2 separate regions of the Sus scrofa genome follow, and region 1 is linked to region 2. Evidence: chromatin contacts called from public Hi-C data. All regions are on one chromosome and are shown on one strand. The core of a region is the stretch at or near the end of the contact, and the rest is flanking DNA. Distances in the headings are between cores, read along the strand shown. Region 1 has its middle 17 kb from the start of MATN1. Region 2 overlaps YTHDF2 (YTH domain-containing family protein 2).

The links. Hi-C and Micro-C count contacts between places; a contact is called where the count stands out from the background.
Region 1: a Hi-C map of embryonic fibroblasts shows a contact between it and region 2, with 2.4 times the contacts expected there. The contact joins two enhancer-like sites. A contact is called at or near these places in 2 of 47 Hi-C or Micro-C datasets (embryonic fibroblasts and heart right ventricle).

What each region holds. Positions count from the first base shown.
Region 1 is chr6:87,331,553-87,338,049 of Sscrofa11.1, reverse strand. No RefSeq gene overlaps it. Among named protein-coding and RNA genes, the nearest start is that of MATN1, 17 kb to the left of the region's middle. Within about 2 kb of position 1,254, at least 5 of the 83 cell types and tissues checked have an H3K27ac peak or open chromatin away from gene starts, as enhancers often do. A contact at or near this core is called in embryonic fibroblasts, where this site is marked.
Region 2 is chr6:85,755,591-85,761,750 of Sscrofa11.1, reverse strand. YTHDF2 (YTH domain-containing family protein 2) reads right to left here. Exons shown (of 7, transcript XM_005665152.3): 7 at 5,001-6,160. Among named protein-coding and RNA genes, the nearest start is that of OPRD1, 17 kb to the left of the region's middle. Within about 2 kb of position 1,725, at least 10 of the 83 cell types and tissues checked have an H3K27ac peak or open chromatin away from gene starts, as enhancers often do. A contact at or near this core is called in embryonic fibroblasts, where this site is marked.

The DNA of each region.
Region 1 (6,497 bases), core at 5-2,504, 1.6 Mb before region 2:
CTGCAGTGTATGTTTGATAAACCACAAGTAGATTGTTCGAGTTAGCATGAAATTCAACTTAATTCACATACAAGCCAGAACAACTTGCCCAGATGTCAATATGTGAAAGTGGCTTTGATCAAGGGCTTGCTGCAGGGGTTGCAGCGGGGTCTACTCAAGCCATGCAGGGGTGGGGCTGTATCTGGGAAGAGGTGGACCTAAGCATGGATCCAAAAGTGGTTTAAGAGTTAGGGGGTTGCAGGCGGGGTGGAGAAGAGCATGTCAAGTGGAGGGAGCAGCATGTGCAAGGGTCCTGAGGCAGGAAGGCACATGGGTGCAGCTCTACGTGGTGGGGAGCAGCCAGCAGCAGGGAGGAAGCCCAAGACTAGACTGGGAAGGGGCTCCCTTTGGGGTGTGGTGTGAAGTGATGGAAAGGATTTAATTAAGGAGAGGATGGGGCCAGATTCTCCAGTTACCAGTGGACCTCACATTTCTTCCACACACCCTCAGATGGGTGTGATGTGGGCTGTGAAGAGGCCTCAGCTGGGATGGGCAGGGACCATATCATACACACCGGGGACGGGGCGTGACTTTGAGGCTGGCCCTGCTGGGTCAGGTGCAGGCAGCTGAACCGTGTGTCTGGATGAGGCAGTGAGACCTGGGTCAGCTCAGATCCTTACTTACAGGGAGAGCTGAGAAACTCCTCCCGAGGGTGGCACTGAGGGCCCTGATGGATCCTGCCAGTGACCCCAGGAGGTAGCCTTAACTGACATGCATGTTTCAGGTGATGGGATTGCTGGAGTCACTGGGGGATCTGATTCCTCAGTTTACGCAATGCTAAGGGCTTTCTCAAGAATAGCCTGTACTTAGCTCTGCTGCCTGTGATAAAGGAAGTCAAGCTCTGGGCGCACAGTGGGTGCTCAGCAGACCCCAGTGGCCCCTCTCTTCCCCTGTCATTCCCCCAGGCTGTCAGCAGGCTCCCAGTTTGGCAGACGGTGGACCTGGGTCCTGGAGGAGCCCAAAGTTGGACCTCAGAGGACAGAGGGGCAGGGCTGGACGATAAGGAGGGGCATTGTGGGGACTCGGCAGGGATTAAGGGCCTGGCCGAGCAGGCTGGGGTCCGAGCAGCGCCCCCCCCCCCCCCCCGGGAATAATCAGAGCCCAGAGCGAGGGAAGGGCCCTCGGAGCAAAGGCTGGGAGAGGCCACAGCTCAGAGGCTGGAACTCGTGGGCCCGAGGCTGTGGTCGGGCCTCCTGCCCAGTCAGGCCTGGCACAGGCCCCAGTCCAGGCTGAGCTGCGGTGGGTTGGGGATCTCAACCTCCGGGGCTGGGCCTCAGGATTTTCCACAAAAGCAATAAATGGAGAAGGGTGTGTGCCCAGGACGCAGCCATCCTGCAGGGGGAGGGCTGCTTCCTGGCCCAACATTCCTGCCCGAGGAATTCCATGGCAGGGGGAGAGTAAGATGCAGTGGTGGGAGAAGCATCGAGATCAATCGCCCAAAGTCTGGACCTCAGGCCCTGGTTGCAAGTGACAGAAACTCCACATCAATCAGCTTAAGCCCAAGAAGGGAGCCGATGGGATCCGGCGCCCAAAGGTGCTGGGGCAGGGGGCTGGACTCCGACTCTCTCTCCACTTTTGACTCTGGTCTTCACCATGATAGGGCCTCGGTCCCAGGCAGGCCCGCTCCCCTAGAAGGCCCCACCCTGCCACCTCCAAGTGTATGGACATTCGCATAATTCAGTCCCCTTGGCTCTGATTGGGTCCTGCGCTCACCCTTGATTGATCATTGTAGCCAAGGGGATGCAAGGCTGTGACTGGCTAGGCCTGGGGCTCTACCTGTTCCTGGACCAAGGGTGGAATATCAGCCATGTGGGATTCCCTAGCCGTGGTTCTTCAAGGAGGCCCCTATAGATGCAGGGGCCTGGGAGCAGCGCCGGCAGAACCAATGCAAGTTCCGAATGGGTGGGTGGGGGCAGGGATGGAGAGGAAGCCCCGCAGGAACAACTCCGGTGGATCCCAGCCTTCTTCCCTGAAGCGGGGGTGGGAAGCAGTTCTTAAAGGACCATGTCCTCAGGCTCCGGGGAAGGCGGGGGAGCTGGCATCCTGGGATCTTTGAAACCCACACTCTGCTGCTGGCTCATCTCACTTCTCTCCACAGCTACTCAGGCCCCCAAGCCGTCCACCCTCTCCATGTAATTCCCATGTCTCTCCCTGCTTTCAGCTTGATTAACAGAAGGTTATAAACAAGTCCCCGAAAGAAGGAAAACCAGCATCTCCCCAGGGCAGCTGCAGTCTTTTGGCAGACGGCGAATTAGTTTGTAACACACACACACACACACACACACACACACACACGCACACGTGTATGTATATCTATATATTTTGATTTTTGTGTAGATTAAACGGGACTAAACTAATTAGAATTCCCCCCCCCCTTTCCTTCCTCTGGTCTTGGATGACAATGGGAGTCTCTAGGCCCCACAGTGAATTGCTTACTAGGTTTCAGTAAGGGGTTTGTCTTTGTAATTACAGTTCATTAACGGATTTACAAGGGAGGGAAGATGGCAAAGTCCGCTCAGGGGATTGTTTTGCATTTTTCTCCTCTTTTAATTACACGATTTGCTCCTGAACCAGTGCGCTGTGAAAAACGGCAGGGGCGTGGGGAAGTCCCAGCACCCCGTTGGCTTAAGACGTGAAGCCAGTTCAAACAGGAGGAGTCTCCGGCTACCTGAATGTGGGACCCCTGCCCTTTAGAGCCACTGCTGGTGGGGGCCAGCGGGGAGGGGAGGAGGGGCTCACCACCATTGGATCGGTAGACCTGGGGAAGGGACAGCGCTGTTCTCAGGGGCATGGCAACCTTCGCATATTTGGGGTCCGAATCAGATTTAGGGCACCTATTGAGTTACTTTTTCTTTAGGGTCAGACTCAGGGCACATGGAGGTTTCCAGGCTAGGGGTCTAATCGGAGCTGCACCTGCAGGCCTACGCCACAGCCACAGCAATGCCAAATCTCAGCTGCGTCTATGACCTACACCACAGCTCATAGCAATGCCGGATCCTGAACCCACAAGCAAGGCTGGGAATCAAACCCACATTCTCATGAATACTACCTGGGTTCATTACTGCTGAGCCACAGTGGGAACTCCTTGAGTTACCTTTTTTGAATCATCCACTAGGTGCTTGGTAATACACATTCTCTCTCTCTCTCTTTTTTTTTTGGTCGTTTTTCCTTTTCTAGGGCCACTCCTGCGGCACATGGAGATTCCCAGGCTAGGGGTTGAATCAGAGTTGTAGCCACTGGCCTACACCAGAGCCACAGCAACTCGGGATCCGAGCCACGTCTGCGACTCACGCCATGGTTCATGGCAATACCGGATCCGTAACCCACATGCAATTCCACATGCAATTTCTAATTCAAACTTCTTTCTTCTTCTTTTTCTTTTCACAGCTGCACCTGCAGCATATGGAAGTTCCCGGGCTAGGGGTCAAATTGGAACTGCAGCTGCCAGCTTACGCCACAGCCACAGCAATGCTGGATCTGAGCTGCATCTGTGGGCTCTGCCGCGGCTTCAGCAATGCTGGATCCTTAACCCACTGAATGAGGCCAGGGATTGAACCCACATCCCCACGGACAGTATGTTAACACATTCAGCCACATGGGAATGCCTCAAATTCAAACTTCTTAGTGATATTTTAAATACATTGTTTTCACAAACAGGGAAACAGAGTATCACCCAGCCGATAAGCAGCATGGTTGGGATTTGAGCCTTTGAATCTCTGGCTCTAAAGTTAGGACTTTTTCCAGAACCTTCCATCTCTGAGGCTCAGACCCACTAGGATGAAAGGGGGTTCCTAGTCCTTTCTCCACAGAGTGGGAGCATAGAAGTTCAACTGGTTGTCCTGCCTTGTTCTTTGCCATTCTGTACACTGATACCAACATGTCGGTTCTACAGTGCACATCTGATCAGGTCACACCCCTGCCTAAGAACCTTCTATGGCTCCCTATTACCTCTAAGATAACCTTCAAAGTAGTTGAACATTCTAGGTGCAGTAGGATCTAGTTGCTGCCCAAGCATGTTGTGCGATAAATTGTCTGCTGTTCTCCCTCACCCTTTGCTGCTGCCTGGGTGACCCAGTTTCCCTGCCTGTGAAATGGACCCCTGACCCTTGGCAAGAAGATCTCAAGGACTGCCTTGGACCCTGGAGTTAAGTGATTTTAGAGGGGCTGGAATCGCAGACCTGGGGCTGCTATGGAGGGATCTGGCCACACGATGGCACCATCAGCCCAGGAATGGGGTGGCCAGGCTGGCTGGGGGGGTGGGGTTCAGGAATCCTTACTGGGAGCTGGGATAGTTCTGTCACTTGTCACACTCAGTAGCATCTAATCCAATCTCTTTAAATTGCCCCCTCCCTCCTGCACACAGAGGCTCCCAAGGAGGTCATTGGCCCCTCTCCAGGGCCCCCTGTGGGTGTGCGTCTCTCTGAGATGGTTGTTACTGTCCTGCTCTTACCGCTGGCTCCGAGATGCCCTGTGAAGGGCCTGGGCTGGAGGCACCTCTGGTCTCCCAGGGCCTGTCCAGAGGCTTTGCTGGACCGTAGGTGGCAGCTCAGACCTGAAGGTTGGGGAAGGGTGGGGTGTGAAGTAAGAGCGCCCCCAGGAGGCACCTTCCTGTTCGCCTTCCCTCTCCTGTTGCAGTGGGCAGGGGTCAAGTCTTCTTTTCCCAGATCAGGGTAGCAGTGTCTTCAACTTCAAAATAACTTCAGCCTCCGTGTGCAAGAGACCAAGAAGTAGAGGTGACTGGGGAGTCCCCAGATGCCCCCACCATCCAAGGACCTGGGGGAGTCCCCTTGCTGTCCCCGATGTGCTGTGTGGCGTCAGGCCCGTGACTGCCCCTTTAGGTCTCAGTTTTCTCATCTGGGAAATGGGGAGAACAGTTCCCACCTGGCTGGGCGTGGAGACTGAAAGGAGACGGTGTGTAAGTGCTGAGCGAGGGGCGAGAGTCCAAGGGGCTCGAGATGGGAGCTGCATCTCTGTGGGATTCAGGTCCAGGAGCCGCGTCTCAGTCCTGGGTCTCCCCCCGGGGCTCCAAGGAGGAGCCGCAGCTCCTGAGATAAACTACTATCCTTTCCTCCGCATGGAAAACCTGCTAACCTGTCAGGACCTGTCCCCTCCCAGGGCCCCTCAGGTTCCAGGGCCTGAAGTGGCTCCTTTCTGTCTGTCCCCACTTTTTATAAAGTGTGAGGGCTGCCCTGCTCAGGGACGGGGTGTGTGGAGTGCGCAGGGATGGTCTAGACACTGGCCACCCTGCCTGTGCCTGGATCCTGGGAGTAGATCTCCACCCAAAGGCCCCGTGTGACCGTGGCAAGTCCTCTACTGCCTGGACCCTCATTTCATGGGTGGCATCTTGGGCTGTGCCAGGCATGTAGAGGGGACGTCAACCCTGGGACTGAACCTGGAACTGTAGCACCCTAACAGCTCCAACACATTTGGCCCGAGTGGGTGTGACTCTGCTCAGATGTGCCCCAGAACAAGCTCAGCTCTGCTTCCCGGGCCTTGATGGACACGCAGACAGAGTGAATGTGGGAAGCATGAGGGCATCTGGGCCGCACAGAACATCCTAGCTCCCTCGGTTCCCTCGCTTCTTAGTGGTAGTAAAAAAAGTAATTTATACCGCGTTCCCTGCTGGTCTAAAAATTCAGCACTTCCACCGGCAGCTCAGGTTCAGTCCCTGGTCTGGAAACTGAGATCTCACATCAAACTGCTGCATGTTGTGGCCAAAAGAAAAAAAAAAGTGATTTATGGTATATTAAAGTATAAAGAGTAGATGATTATACTTAAACTTGTGCTTAATAGATGTTCTACTTTATGACATATAAATTAAAAGAAGAAATACTATAATCATGCAAATAATAAATATTAAGATAAAATATAAACATATTATTATATAAATAGTAATTTATGTATATAAATAGTAATGTATATATAAATAGTAATTATAAATAGTATTTATATAAAAATAGTAATTTATACATAGTAGTTATATATAAATAATAATTTATATTATAGTAATCTTTATATATATGTAGTAATTTATAAATATAGACCTGTGAACAACTAACATATCCGTGCCCACTCCGAGCTAAGCCTTGTGCTAAGAGTCTAACCTCGTTTATTCCTCTGAACCATTTGGGGAGCTAGGACTCTCCCCATTGCACAGGTTGGGTAAAGTGAGGCTCAGAGAGCAGAAGGGACTTGCAGAGGCAAGTAGAGGCTCTGGGATTTGAACCCAGGCTTGTCTGCCCCACGTGGTCGCTGTCTTCCTTCCTCCAGGAGGAAACCCCTTCACAGGTTGGGGTCCCGGCCCCACTGATTCTGTGTCTGGGCCCTGTCCCGCATGGCCACATCCCCTTCTGGACTCCTTGCCGGGTCCTGCAGCCTCACTCCCACCTGGAGGCCTCTGTGCCCACCGCCTCCCTCCGCCCTGGCTGCCATGGTTGGCACAGCTGCTGCCTGGGCGT
Region 2 (6,160 bases), core at 476-2,975:
CGGGACGCTCTGCAAATTGGATCCTTGATAAACAGCTCCCAAATGAACCCACCAGTGAGAATCAGAACTGCTGACCCACTTTCTCTGTCCCCCTGGCCACCTCCGACATGATGCTGTGCGCATCTACTGAGCACCTACCAGGTACCAGGCTCTGGGTACATGAGCTTCGCATAAATGCTCACAACAACCCTGGATGCAGGTACAGCTTGGTCCCCATTTTCCTCATGCACATACTGAGACTCACAGATGTTACCTGACCTCCCGAAGTTCAGCTAACTAAGAAGTGATGAAGCCAGGACTCAGACCCTGGTCTGTCTAACCCAGATCCCAGACTGCTAACCACTCACCTGCACTGCCTCATGGTTAGGAAAGAAGCTGACATTAATGGGTTTAACGGGTCCTCTGTGAACTCATGAATGCCTCCCATCAGCCCAGCAATACACATCTGACTATGCCTGTCTTCCCCACAGGTAGGAAAGTTGAGAGACGGAAACATCGAATGACCTGTTCACCCCACCAGCAAGTGACCAAGGCCTGAAGCCAGAATCCTTCTCATTGGAAAGCCCCTGTTCTTTGTTTGACACCCCTGAGCCACCTTGCCGTAGGATGAGCTGACTGTACGAAAGGCTTTAGCCTCGGATCTCTGTGTGGGCTGGGTGCTTGCTTTCTTAAACCCAGGTGATATTAAGGTCAACGACCTCCTTAAAAACACAGCATTGGAGCCTGGGAGACTGGATTGTGCAAGACTACGCCTAGGGTGGCCCTGTCTAGGAGCATTTAAGATGCCATCCTCTGGCGTTTTGTGTGGCTTAGCTGGTTAAGGATCCAGCATTGTCACTGCAGCGGCTCAGGTCACTGCTATGGTGAGGGTTTGATCCCTGGCCTGGGAACTTTAGTATGCTGCCAATGAGGCAAAATAAAAAAATAAAATCATCCTCAAATAGTCTAAAAGAGCAAATCCAAATGAAAAGCCTGGGTCCTTTCATTCTAATATATTGAGATCATGACATGAGCCAGGCATAGTGCCAAGCACTGGCGAACACAGCAGACCTGGTTTTTAGGCTCATGGAGCCTCTGGTCCAGCAAGGGAAACAGATGTGAGTAATGAAGGCAAGTCAGGATCCTGGGATCTATAACAGGAGTCCTAACTGCCCCTGGAGAGCTTCAGAGAGGAAATGACATTTAATTTTGACCTGAATGGTGTGCTGGAGTTAGCAGCAGAGGGGAGTAGAGTGTATGCGTTGGAGGAGGGAGTTCGGGCAGCGGGAGCATCATGCGAAATCAGCCTGATGCGGGAAGAGAGAGCTCAGGAAGGGTATGAGGGCAGAGACACCTTGTTTACACTTAAGCACCTTGTACCACGCGTGGCACAACGGAGGCACTCTATAAATGCCTGGTTGCTTAAATAAATGAAATTCCTACTGGCTGAAGTAGAGTGGGGAAAAAACCAGCACGAGACAGAGCCTGAGAGGTAGGTACCAGCCAGATCATACAAAGTCTTGAAGGTCACGGTTAAAGGGCTGCAATTTTATATAAGGGAAATGGGATGGTATTTGAAGAATGTTGAGTCCTGGCATGATCTTATTTGCCTTTTTAAAAGGTCACTTTGGCAACTGAGGAGAGAATGGCCTGCAAAAGGGGCAGCTCGAGATAATGGTAGTGTTGAGAATGGAGGGCAGTGGAAAGATTCGGGAGACAGTGAGGGGGTGGAATGATCAGGACCTGAGTCAAGGATGAGTCACACACACAGGCTGCTGGCTGAAGCAACAGACTGGGTGATGCGGGCATTCACCAGGATAGGGGAATAGGTGGGGAAGATGGGGAGTTTTTATACATGTTGAGATTAAGATGCCCACAAAACATCCAAGTGAAAAAGTCAAGTAGGCTGTTGGGTGTGTGGGCTGGAGTGCAGAGGAGAGCCACCGAGGAAACTCCAAGGACGTTTGACATCTAGGTGGTAGTTGAAACCACAAGGAAAAATGAGATCCCCAGAGTTCTGGTCATAGCTCAGCAGAAATGAATCTGACTAGTATCCATGAGGATGCAGGTTTGATCCCTGGCCTCATTCAGTAGGTTAAGGATCCGGTGTTGCCATGAGCTGTGGTGTACGTCGCAGATGTGACTCAGATCTGGCGTAGCTGTGGCTATGGCATAGGCTAGCAGCTGTAGCTCCAATTAGACCCCTAGCCTGGGAACCTCCATGTGCCATGGGTGCAGCCCTAAAAAGACAAAAAAAAAACAAAACGGAGGGGGAATGAGATCACACAGGAAAAGGATAAAGTAAGAGGCTAGGGCTTAGAACTCAACCTTAAACAGCTGCAGAGAGGAATGGAAGAAAGCAGCTGATGAAGCCAAGAAGAGGAGAGGGGCTAGCAGTAAACTGGAGAGCCCAGGGTCACACAAGTAAGATGGAAAGTGTTTCGATAAAGAAGAAGCCTTCTGAATTAAAAATGAGCTTTGAAATGTTTCCAGTGGATTTATCAATATGGAAGTGATGGATGACATCACTGCTATAAATATGTAAGTGATGGTTACTATCATCTCAGCTCTAAGGAAGGAGGCTATGTTCTAGGGACAGGGCTTGGGAATCCTCTCAGAAGGAAAGCTCTAGGTAACAGGGACCTCAGAGGCTATTGCAGTCCTTTCCTTTTTGGGTCAGGATTTCTTATCTTTGGAGGAAGGAAAAGCTGTCTGTAAAGAGCTTCAGACACAGGAAGAAAGAATCTTGGAAAACACATTCTGGTTTTTTTGGGGGGTTTTTTGTTTGTTTTGTTTTGTCTTTTTGCCTTTTCTAGGGCCACTCTCGCAGCATATGGAGGTTCCCAGGCTAGGGGTCCAATCGGGAGCTGCAGCCACCAGCCTACGCCAGAGCCATAGCAACGCAGGATCCAAGACGCATCTGGAACCTACACTACAGCTCACGGCAACGCCGGATCCTTAACCCACTAAGCAAGGCCAGGGACCGAACCGGCCACCTCATGACTCCTAGTCAGATTCGTTAACCACTGCGCCACAATGGGAACTCTGGAAAACACATTCTTAAAGTATCAGCAAGTATATGTGATTTAGCAAAGAAACTACCAGAGTCCCAGGAGTCATTCATTCAGTAACGCATTTATTAATGTTAAATCTAATATTTACCTGACACATAAATCTCAATCCTTTGACTATTTCTTGAGCTGCTACTGTAGGTGTTGCATTAATTCCATAAGTCTTTTGTCCTTTCATCAAAAATGTAAACTCTCAGAGCAGAATGTTTTCTTTACCCCTTGATCTCCCCAAAATCTTGGACAATGCAGCCATTCTTGGTAATTCACCAGTCTCCAATTTCTCATGAATCCATCCCCTCTACCTAGAATGTCCTCCAACTGCATAAATCCTCCCCACTTTCAAGGCCCAGAGGAGATGTCACTTCCTCTGTGAACTTTCCCCAAATGCTTCAACCAGACTTAATCTTTCCTTCTCCGGATTCCTGAAGGCCAGAATAGCACTTGTCTTCTTATACAGTGTTGATTTCTGCTGTAGGCTTCTGTCTCCCTGGCCCAGCTGTGTCTCTTCTTATAAACCCTAGTGACTTGTAGAGCTGCTCAGTAAACTTGTCAAAAATCAGCTACACTTTCCCTTGGTCAAAATAGCACTCTGCACCCCAGACTGTTAAGTCTTGGGCTGAACTGACATCTCAGAAAATGATCCTCTAGTGCCACCTTCTGGTTATATGTGGTATTACAGCTCCCTCTTCCAGATGTTCAACTCAAATTTTATTCTTTTTTTTTTTTTTTTTTTTTTTTTTTTTTTTTTAAGGGCCGTACCCGTGGCATATGGAGGCTCCCAGGCTGGGGTCCAGCCAGAGCTGTAGCCGCCACCACAGCCACAGCAACACCAGATCCGAGCCGCTTCTACCACACCACACCACATACCACATACCATACCACAGTTCAATCCTTAACCCACTGAGCAAGGCCAGGGATTGAATCCACATCCTCATGGATACTGGTCAGATTCGTTTCCGCTGAACCATGACAGAAACTCCTCAAATTTTATTCTTTCACTTAACTCCTTGTCTCTTCTATCCCAGGATGTAAGTATACTGGTGAGCAAGACAGACAGTTCCTGACCTCAAAAAATTTAGAATCCAAGGAAGAAGACAATCTCAGAACTGGAGTGTGGTAGGTTTTGTGATCCCGAATGTTCTGAGGCCTCAGGAAAGGGGGCTGCTTTGCTTGTCCCTCAGGCTGCCATCTGCAGAGGCTGTGATGGGGCATGGTCCAAGCAGGACATTGTCCTCTTGTGTCCTCTTGGGCTCTCACTTGATAAGTGCATCTGTGCCAGGCAAATCAGTCACATTTCACCTGCCATACTCTCCCCGTCACATTTTTTTTAAGCTTATCGATAACCACAAAGGAAAAGCGTCCACCACACTGCAAAACAATTCGGTGTCTCTTTGGTTCCCTCTAAATGGCTGGTTCTAGAACCTGTGTTTCTTTTATTCTTTGAAGGCCTAAGATTAGAATCCAGTGTTAGAACAGGAAGAGACCTTCATTCTTTCATCCATTCATCCTGTAATTACTTACTGAGCCCTATTAAGTGCCAGGCATTGTGTTAAGTGCTGAGGACATAATAGGGAATGAAGGAGTTCCCGTCGTGGCACAGTGGTTAACGAATCCGACTAGGAACCATGAGGTTGCGGGTTCGGTCCCTGCCCTTGCTCAGTGGGTTAACGATCCAGCGTTGCCGTGAGCTGTGGTGTAGGTTGCAGTCGCGGCTCGGATCCCGAGTTGCTGTGGCTCTGGCGTAGGCCGGTGGCTGCAGCTCTGATTAGACCCCTAGCCTGGGAACCTCCATATGCTGCGGGAGCGGCCCAAGAAATAGCAACAACAACAAAAATAATAATAATAATAATAGGGAATGAAAAAAGACATGGTACACACTGTCAGAATGTTTATGTTCTCTTTGGGGAGGTAGGAAAACAAAGCAAGTTACACAATTTTTAAATATTTACTTATTTATTTTTCATAGGTGGTACACTATATGATTCAAAATACAAAAAGGTGCACAGTGAAAAGCCCCCCACTCCTGCCCCTAGCCACCTAGTCCTCCTCATAAAGGCCAGCAATGTTATCAGTTTCTTCTGTGCCCATCCAGAGATAACATATGCATATACAAGCAAATATATTCTTCCCCCTCTATTATACAAATGGTGGTATTCTATACACTCTGGACTTCACCTTGGGATTTTTTTTTTCACTGAACAATATCTTAAATTGTTCTATATCAATACATAGATTTCTTTTTACAGTTGTATGGTATTCCATTTTGTGACTATTGCATGACTTAATGTTACATTGTGGTAAATGTCTCTATGGGAACAAAAAAATAAGTAGGGAGCTGAATTTTAAACTAATGAGGAAGAACTGGCTTTAGAAAAAGTGATCAGGAAAGGGAGCTTACACTCAGGAAAAGACCTTGAAGCTGAGTCCTAAAAAAATGAGAGGGAATCCACCAGGAGGACACAAGGAGGAAGAACTTGTAAGCAAAACAAAGGATTGCTTAGGCAGGAATGAGCTTGGCAAATCTGAGGGGCTGGACACCACTGTGGCTGGAACCAGATGAGGGAGGGAGCCCAGAGCCAGATGGTGAGAGGCCCTGCAGGCCACGGTGGGGAGCACAGGGGTGATTCTCAGCACAGTGGGAAGCTGCTGGAGGGTTTCAGAGAGAAACAGGCATGCTCTGAGTTACACCTTAGGCAGCTATGTGGAAGCTGGATTAAAGACAAGAGTGAAAGGAGGTAAGGAGGCTGATGCAATGGCCTGGCAGGAAGTGAATAGAGCACGGAGAGGAGGTAGCGCAGCAGGGATGAGAAACATTGACAGCATTGGGATTTATTTTGGAAGCAGAGTTGACAGGATTGGAGTGTTAACCTCATGGATCATTTAGTCCCAGTTCCCTCACTTCCCAGGCTGACCAAGACTGAGGACTTGCTTGCCACAGGTCACAGAGCTCCTGAGTAATAGATCGAGGCCTAGAATCCAAGGTTTCTAACTCCCAGGTCAGTGTTCTATCACTCTAGGAAAGCAGGAGTTGGAAATGGAGAATACAAACTGTATTTTAAAATTCTGCTAACCAGTAATTACCGATCCATTTGATTCTTAAAAGTTGTGTA